2 separate regions of the Sus scrofa genome follow, and region 1 is linked to region 2. A link is a contact called in public HiChIP or PLAC-seq data. All regions are on one chromosome and are shown on one strand. The core of a region is the stretch at or near the end of the contact, and the rest is flanking DNA. Distances in the headings are between cores, read along the strand shown. Region 1 holds the start of ADO (2-aminoethanethiol dioxygenase). Region 2 holds the start of NRBF2 (nuclear receptor-binding factor 2).

Region 1 (3,909 bases), core at 27-2,526, 310 kb after region 2:
GGACGCAGGGACCGCTGGCCTCAGTGTACTCGGCCCGCGAGCGCAGCACTCCCGGCCGCACCGCGTCCCGCTCCCGGGCCAGCAGCGGCGGTTCGAACTGCTGCTCTGGTGGCGGGGCCCGCGGCCGTTGCCCGCTGCCTGCCTCCAGCTTGTCCATGCAGCTGATGCGCACGGTGCCATAGAGCACCTTGAGCATGCCATGCATGCCAGGGTGGTCGTGGAGCGGGATGGATGTGCCGCTCTTAAGCAAGAACACGCCGAGGCTGAAGCCGTCAGTCTCGTAGATGTGCATATAGGTGACGGGCGGCAGGTTGGGTGGCAACGGCTGCAGCGTGGCCTTGCGCGGGGAGATGTTCAGGTCCTCTGCGCGGACCTGTGTCAGCAGGCTCTTCAGCTTGCTCAGGTTCTCCGGGAAGCCCTGCGGCACAGGCGCCTCAGGGCCTGGCGCCGCGCCGCGATCGGAAGAGCTGCGGCCGCCCCCGCTGCCCCGGAAGGTGAGGCATGCCTGGCGGGCGATCCGTTGGATCAGGGAGGCCATGTTGTCTCGGGGCATGCTCTGCTGTTCCTCCGCATGCCGAGGCCGGCCCCCTCCGCCCCCAGCTTTCCTTCGCCCCTTGCGGTCCCCGGCGGCCGCCACGGCTGCCCGCAGCTCCGCGCGAGGCAGAAGGCCCCGCAACTCCCGGCCAGTCGGGCGCGCGGCACTACAGCCGCCTACCCCAGCAGCCACACGCCCGCAACGGCCGGACGCGCCCGCCTTGCGCCCCCTTTGAGCGCGCACGCGCACGGCCCACACCCAGCACTCACGCTCCGGGAGCAGGTACCGGCCGCGCAGACGGTCTTGGGCTTTGCCTTACGCCCGAAGCTCCATTCATGCGGCCCGCACCTACGGCGGTAGCCAGGCGGACCTGGTGCCTTGCAGAGCATCCTGGGACTTGTAGTCTGATATTCCGCATGCGCTCTGAGAGAGTTCTCTTTGTCAGCTGGAAAAAGGACGGATTAGATTTGTTGGTGTTAAGAGCTACCTTCATTACGGTTCCATGGTGTTTGCTGTTTGAAGAAAAAGTTGGGGTATAAGAGAAGTAGCCAGTTCACTACATCTCCCAGCATTCCCCAGCAGGTTGGGGTGACGCACTTCCGGCAGCTGGCCTGTTGTGTGGTGAAGGCTCTTGGCCGCCTCAAGGAACAGGGCAAGAGGGTCGTTAACCTTCTGGCGCCGCCCGGGCCTGGTCAATCAACCAAGGTCGCTTTCCTGTGGCCTTAGCCCTGGGAAGGAGGCTGTTGGGTTAACTTTAGCTCCTTGTGGCCGCTCAGGCAGCTCTGTCTGCCACGGGATTACGGAACCGCACTTTTGCGATTTTCCAAGTTTCTTAGGAGATCAGAGTGTCGAGCTGTTCCTGGTAATCAGCACAGTTATTTTACACAGCCGTCCCCAGCTGTTGTTTGCATTGGGGTCTGATGACGCTGCTTTTCTGATTACAGAGCACGGCAGTTTTTTTGCTAGAACTTGAGAGGCCATTTGCTGCGGTCACTGAGTCCCTGTACTAATGGTTCTCAAACGTTAGTTTGCCTAAGAAGCACCTGGTTAGAGGAGGAGGGAGCGTTTTAAAAATGCAGATTCCTGGTCTTCATCCAGAGATTATTTTGAGGCATCCTGTGAGAAACAAGTGTTGTGCGAGAATCAGGCAAGCTCTTGAACTTAACCTTACCCTGAGTTTAAAGTCCTTTTGGATTTCCAAAGCTAAACATTGGTTTCTTGTTCATTTTGTAATTAGAGTGGTTCAGTAAAGTCTCTCTAGTTAAAAAAGGAATGCTTTTTATTTATAATTTTTTTTTTTTTAAAGTGGGCTTCCTAACGTATCTAATGAGTGTTCACTCTAAGGCAGGCATTGTGTTCCCATCCGTTATCTAATGAATATTATACTAATCCTCACAGCAATCTCAAGAGGTAAACATTATTATTCCCAGTTTTCAGATGAATAAGTAAGTTTCTAGGGGGTAGTAAATAACCGATATAGATAGCCTAATCAACGTTTTACCAAAACTAGCAGCTCAAATTGGTGTTAAAAGCATTAAATAAGGAGTTAGAATATTGTTTTTTCAGCCCACGGTCCTACTTTACAAGTTGTCCGTCTTTAGGAGACCCTTTCCTTTTAGGTCCTCAGTTTATTCACTTGTATAATGGAGTAGAGTAGCAGTCATTCTGGACTTGCTTACTCATCAGAAGCCCCTGGGAGCTTTATAAAAATAAAGATTTGGAAGTGAAACCCAAGAGATTCTGATTCATACGAACTGGTGTGAAGCCCAGAACTTTTATTTTTAAGATGCTCTTTAAGTTATTCTTAATTGTCAGCCAGGTTAGAGAACCACTGCTAGATCTGTGAACAGTGAACCAGTTCTTAATATTTGGTAATTTTTTTTTTTTTGTCTTTTTAGTGCCACATCCGCGACATATGGAAGTTCCCAGGCTAGGGGTCTAATTGGAGCTGTAGCCTCCTGCTGCTACAGGCACAGCCACAGCAATGCCAGATCCCAGCTGTGTCTGCAGCCTACACCAGAGCTCAGGGCAATGCCAGATCCTTAACCCACTGAGCGAGGCCAGAGATTGAACCTGCATCCTCATGGAGTCTAGTCAAATTTGCTAACCACTGAGACACTACGGGAAAATCCAATATTTGATAATTTTGATTGAGAGGGTGATTATTTGTTTTAGAAAAGGACTCTTAAGATTTATATATTTTCAGAGGTTCCCAGGCTGTTGGTAAGGTACGTAAATGTACTGTCAAAGTTCACCACATAGTGAAATCCCATGCGATCTTTTTCTAAAGTGAGGAATATTTAAATTAAGAGGAAAATGCATCATTTAAAAATCTGGATTTTTATTTATTGACTTTATTAAGTATAATTAGTGGTGGTATAGACTCAATAGATCAGACTTTAGTAACATACAGTTGTGTTTGATTTCCAGATCTCTTATTGCCTAGTAGTTGTCTGTACTTATTTAACTGAAGGTCATCTATAAAATGGGATATTATGAGGCGTTTCTACCCAGGTGCAGTGGGTTAAGAATCCGACTACAGACATTTGGATTGCTGCAGATGTGCAGGTTCGATCCCCAGTCCCCTGTGCAGTGTTAAAAGATCTGGCATTGCTGCAGCGGCCACATAGGTTGCAGCTGTGGTTCAGATTCAATCCCTGGCCCACAGATCTTCCATATGCTGTGCGTGCGGCCAATAAATTTAAAAATGCAAATAAAGGGATATTATGAGACATATGTAAAATGCTGATGATAGTATCTAGGACGTAGTAGCTGTTGCATAATAATAGCTATTATAATTTGAAAATTGTTAAAAGCTGTAAAGACCAATGAATTTAAATAATATTTAGCAAATATTGAAATGGGATTTGACTTGTCCTGAGAATTAGCTTCAAGGTAGAGATTTTTTTGAAAGATTATTTTTACTGGTTAACCTGATAATACCTTCCCTCAGTCCTTGCTATTCATTGTTTGGCCAAAGAGTTCAGAGTTTCCTAGACTGCCTTTATCACAATCGCCTGGGGATATTTGTTGAACATGCCTATTCTCAGATCATCTCAAGATCTGCATCTGAATTTTTTTGCACAGTAAAGTTTTTAGGAACTGCTGAGTGTCTACAGGGGCATGTGGTACTTTTTTTAGGTCACAGTCAGGCTACCTCTGATTTCTTTTTGAAATATCTTTAAGAGCATTCTATTAGATGAGATGGATCCTAAGGGCTTTTGCCCTTAAGAAGTGTTATAACTTGGCCTTCTGCCCCATTGCCAGTAGGGCTGAGTGGGTTTCTATTACCGTTAATGTCATTCCTTTTAAGTTCCTTGTGCTGTTTGCCTTTTGTGTTGCAGTAAGCAGAATGAAGACCAAAAAACATTCAG
Region 2 (3,436 bases), core at 809-3,308:
ATCTCAAATGGTTTAAGAATTCGAGATGTCAAATTTCTGATATTTGTCCACATAAATGTTATGGCTGGGTTATGCTAGCCTCCTTAACAAGACTATTCAAAATTCTCTATAAAAAGATAATACCATTGCCAAGATTTAACCAACTTTTCCTAAACTGGATTCTGCTGCTCCATCTACAACTGTCATACAGTTCCAGTCTTTTCAAAAGCTACCACACACTAGTGGGGCACTTGGCTGGGGTTATGCTGCAGCAAGCAGCCAAATAAAGTGAAGTTAACTGGAACTGAACCAATGGTCATTTTGCAAGGACACTTGAACTTTGAAGCACTTTGTAAACTGCTAGTTATTTCTAATAATATTCTTGTGTAGTTTCAGTACTGAACCATCCATTACATTTAATTGCCAACTATGTCACCTTAAAAATAAGAAAAGTACAAAAATTTCCGAGTCCATTTGTTTGTTTAAATCACAAATCTAGTCCAATGTTTTTTAAGTGTAAACAACTCTTACCAATGGGGGCAGGGATCAACTTAATAAAACCGGGAGGCCCTTCCAAGCAGCTAACTTGGCACCATTCATCTGGGAACCATAGCTTTAGGTCCTAAAATCTTATTTTAAGCTCACCAAGTCCTAACCTTATTTTACAAGTGAGACTTTTAAATTAAAGGTTTTGGTCTGATTATTATAATAGCTAACTCTTCACTTCATTAAATAGCAGGTACTGTTCTAGACCCTTTACACCTGTTTACTCCTTCAATCCTCACACACACAAAAAAAGAGTGAGGTCAACTAATTTGCCCAAGGTCACATAGTTATTAAGTGACAAAGCCAGAATTCAATTCCAAGCAGTTTAGGTCCAGAATCTATACTCTTAAACCACCAGGGGCTACTGCTTCTCTATAAAATGGTATAAATCCAGCCCAGGGCTCTTCCACCACAAGAGTGTTCTCATAGTTCCAACCTGAGGAACTAATTTTCCATACATCCTATTTTTCCAATCCCACCATCGCAGCTGAACTGCAAAAAGTTCCTGTTGTCTGTTTGCAACTTTAAGTAATCTAACTTTCGTGTCCAAAATACAGAGCCTCCTGGGAAACCAAAAGTTGCAGTGGCCAGGTGGAAAAGAACTCGTATTTCTCGTTGTTTTAATCGCAACACCTGAGATGCCTAAAAACCTAACAAGTAAATGAGCTATCAACACCTTTCCTGAGAAAGGCAAACATCTACCATATTTTCTTGATGACTATAGTAGTGAAACAGCTAAAAACAGGGATGGCTTTCCCCAGCTGTCTAATTTATTTGAAAAGGGAGACTCTCAGTTTATGCATCTGAATATAGGTGAGAAATGAGTTAAGGGAAACGAGGGTAGAGAAGAATATGCTCCATCTCTCCAGGCTCAGACTTCAGACCCTGTGTTAGAAGTTAGAACCAATATTACATACCATTTCTGCCCTGGCCGGGCAGCAGTGCCTCTCCAGACAGCAAGAGAGATGGTTACGTGGCGCTTGGAGGCATTTCCTCCGGCCTGGAGAGGTGGCCGCCCTCGGTGGTGGGAGCCCCTCGCCCAGGGCCGTGGGTCAAGGGGTAGGGGAAACCTGGAGGCGGCGGGAAACCAGAGGTGGGAGCTTCTCAGGGATCCCCCAAGGGGCAGTCTGCAGTGGCTTGCTTGGCTAGAGCCGCTGTAGGGCCGTGCCTGCCTGCTCCCCTCAACCTTTAGGACCACCCTCGCTAAATCCACGCCAGCGGTACGCCAGACCGGACTTCTGAGGCAAAGGCGCCCGAGGACGGACGCAAACCTCCGTGGGCCACTCACCAGGTTGAGGGGTCCTTCCATTACTTCCATAGACCCCGGGGTAAGCGGCGGCCTGAGGAAGGGGAGCGGCGGAGCCCGGGCACATGGAAGTGTACAACAGAAGAGCGCGACGCAGCGACAGCTACTGCGGCCCCGCTCCGCGCCCCGGGAGCCAGCGGCGGGCGCAGACTGAGCAACAACCAAACCACTTCCTCCTCCGGCGCCGCGCCGCGGGCCCGCCCCCTGCGCTGCAGGCACGCACACGTCACGGCGTCACACGCGCTGGTTCAAGGTGGGAGTGAGGACAGGGAGTGGGTGGGGCTCAGGGAAGGCGGGGCACCGACGGATACTTTCTCGCGAGCTATCTTTTCTCTCGCGCGAGGCATAGCTTGAGCTTCTTGAAGACACCTCAAAAGTCACGTGAGGAGGTACAGCTTTTTTGTTGCAATTTCAGCTAAAGGGCTGTCTTCTTGTTTCGTGTGTCAGATTTACTCCCCGCCCAGCTTTTCCCCAATTCACTCAGCTTTATCACAACTCCTTTTCTCTCACGTTCCCACCTGATTTATTTTCAAAGTAAGGTTTGGTGTTCCCGTCCTGGCGCAGTGGAAACGAATCCCACTGGGAACCATGAGGTTGTGGGTTCCATGCCTGACCTCGCTCAGTGGGTTAAGGATCCAGCGTTGCCGTGAGCTGTGCTGCAGGTCGCAGACGTGGTTCAGATCTGGTGTTGCTGTGGCTGTGGCATAGGCAGGAGGCTACAGCTCTGATTAGACCCCTAGCCTGGGAACCTCCATATGCTGCAGGTGCAGCCCTAAAAAGACAAAGACAAAAAAAAAGTAAAGTTTGAGTGTGAACTAAACCATGCACTGGACTACACCCTGCTAGAGAGAGACACAAACATGAATGATTCAGAACGCTGCCCTCAAGTTGCAAACAACAAATGAAAAAAATATGGGTCACAACTACTATGGTAGGTTCTCTGTCAAGGAATTCATTAATTAAAAAAAAAAGAAAGGTGATTTACGCTGTAAAGGGAACAGCTAGCTGTGATAGAGGCACCATAAGTTTTGCAACTTCAAGCAATTATTTCAAAAGTCTTGTGAGGAGCTCCTGCTGTGGTGCAATGGGATCAGCAGCATCTTGGAAGTGCTGGGACGAAGTTCGATCCTGCTCGGCACAGTGGGTTAAGGATCCAGAGTTGCTGCAACTGCAGCTTGGATCTGATCCCTGGCCAGGAGCTCTGTATGCCACAGGACAGCCAAAAATGGAAAAAAAAAAAAAATCTTGTGAGCTAGGAAGAGGACCATAAGCTTTAGTTGAGACCCCAGTCTTGGCCTAAACCTTGACTGCAGCCTTGTGAGACCCTGAGCAGAGGACTCATCAAAGCCATTTCCCAATTCCTGACCTGTGGAAGTTGTCAGGTAATAAATGTTTGTTGCTGTAAGCCACTAAGTTTGTGGTAATTTATTATACAGCAAAGAAAACTGGGAGTTCCTGCTGTGGCTCAGTAGATTAAGGACCCAACATTTTCTCTGAGAGGATGCAGGTTCTATCCCTGGATCCAGCATTGCTGCAAGCTGCAACATAGGTCACAGATGCAGCTGGGATCTGGCATCGCTGTGGCTGTGGCATAGGCCTCAGCTG

The links. HiChIP or PLAC-seq counts read pairs in DNA pulled down with a chosen protein or histone mark.
Region 1: an H3K27ac HiChIP or PLAC-seq map of alveolar macrophages shows a contact between it and region 2. The contact joins the promoter of ADO here to the promoter of NRBF2 in region 2. A contact is called at or near these places in 2 of 5 promoter capture datasets (fetal liver and liver), 3 of 47 Hi-C or Micro-C datasets (epiblast stem cells, heart right ventricle and liver) and 2 of 2 datasets of contacts at active chromatin or transcription factors (alveolar macrophages and skeletal muscle).

Annotation. Positions count from the first base shown.
Region 1 is chr14:66,274,591-66,278,499 of Sscrofa11.1, reverse strand. It overlaps ADO (2-aminoethanethiol dioxygenase), which reads right to left and starts at 1,276. Exons shown (of 1, transcript XM_005671024.3): 1 at 1-1,276. The coding sequence starts at 553.
Region 2 is chr14:66,588,929-66,592,364 of Sscrofa11.1, reverse strand. NRBF2 (nuclear receptor-binding factor 2) reads right to left here and starts at 2,058. Exons shown (of 4, transcript XM_001925540.5): 1 at 1,814-2,058. The coding sequence starts at 1,843.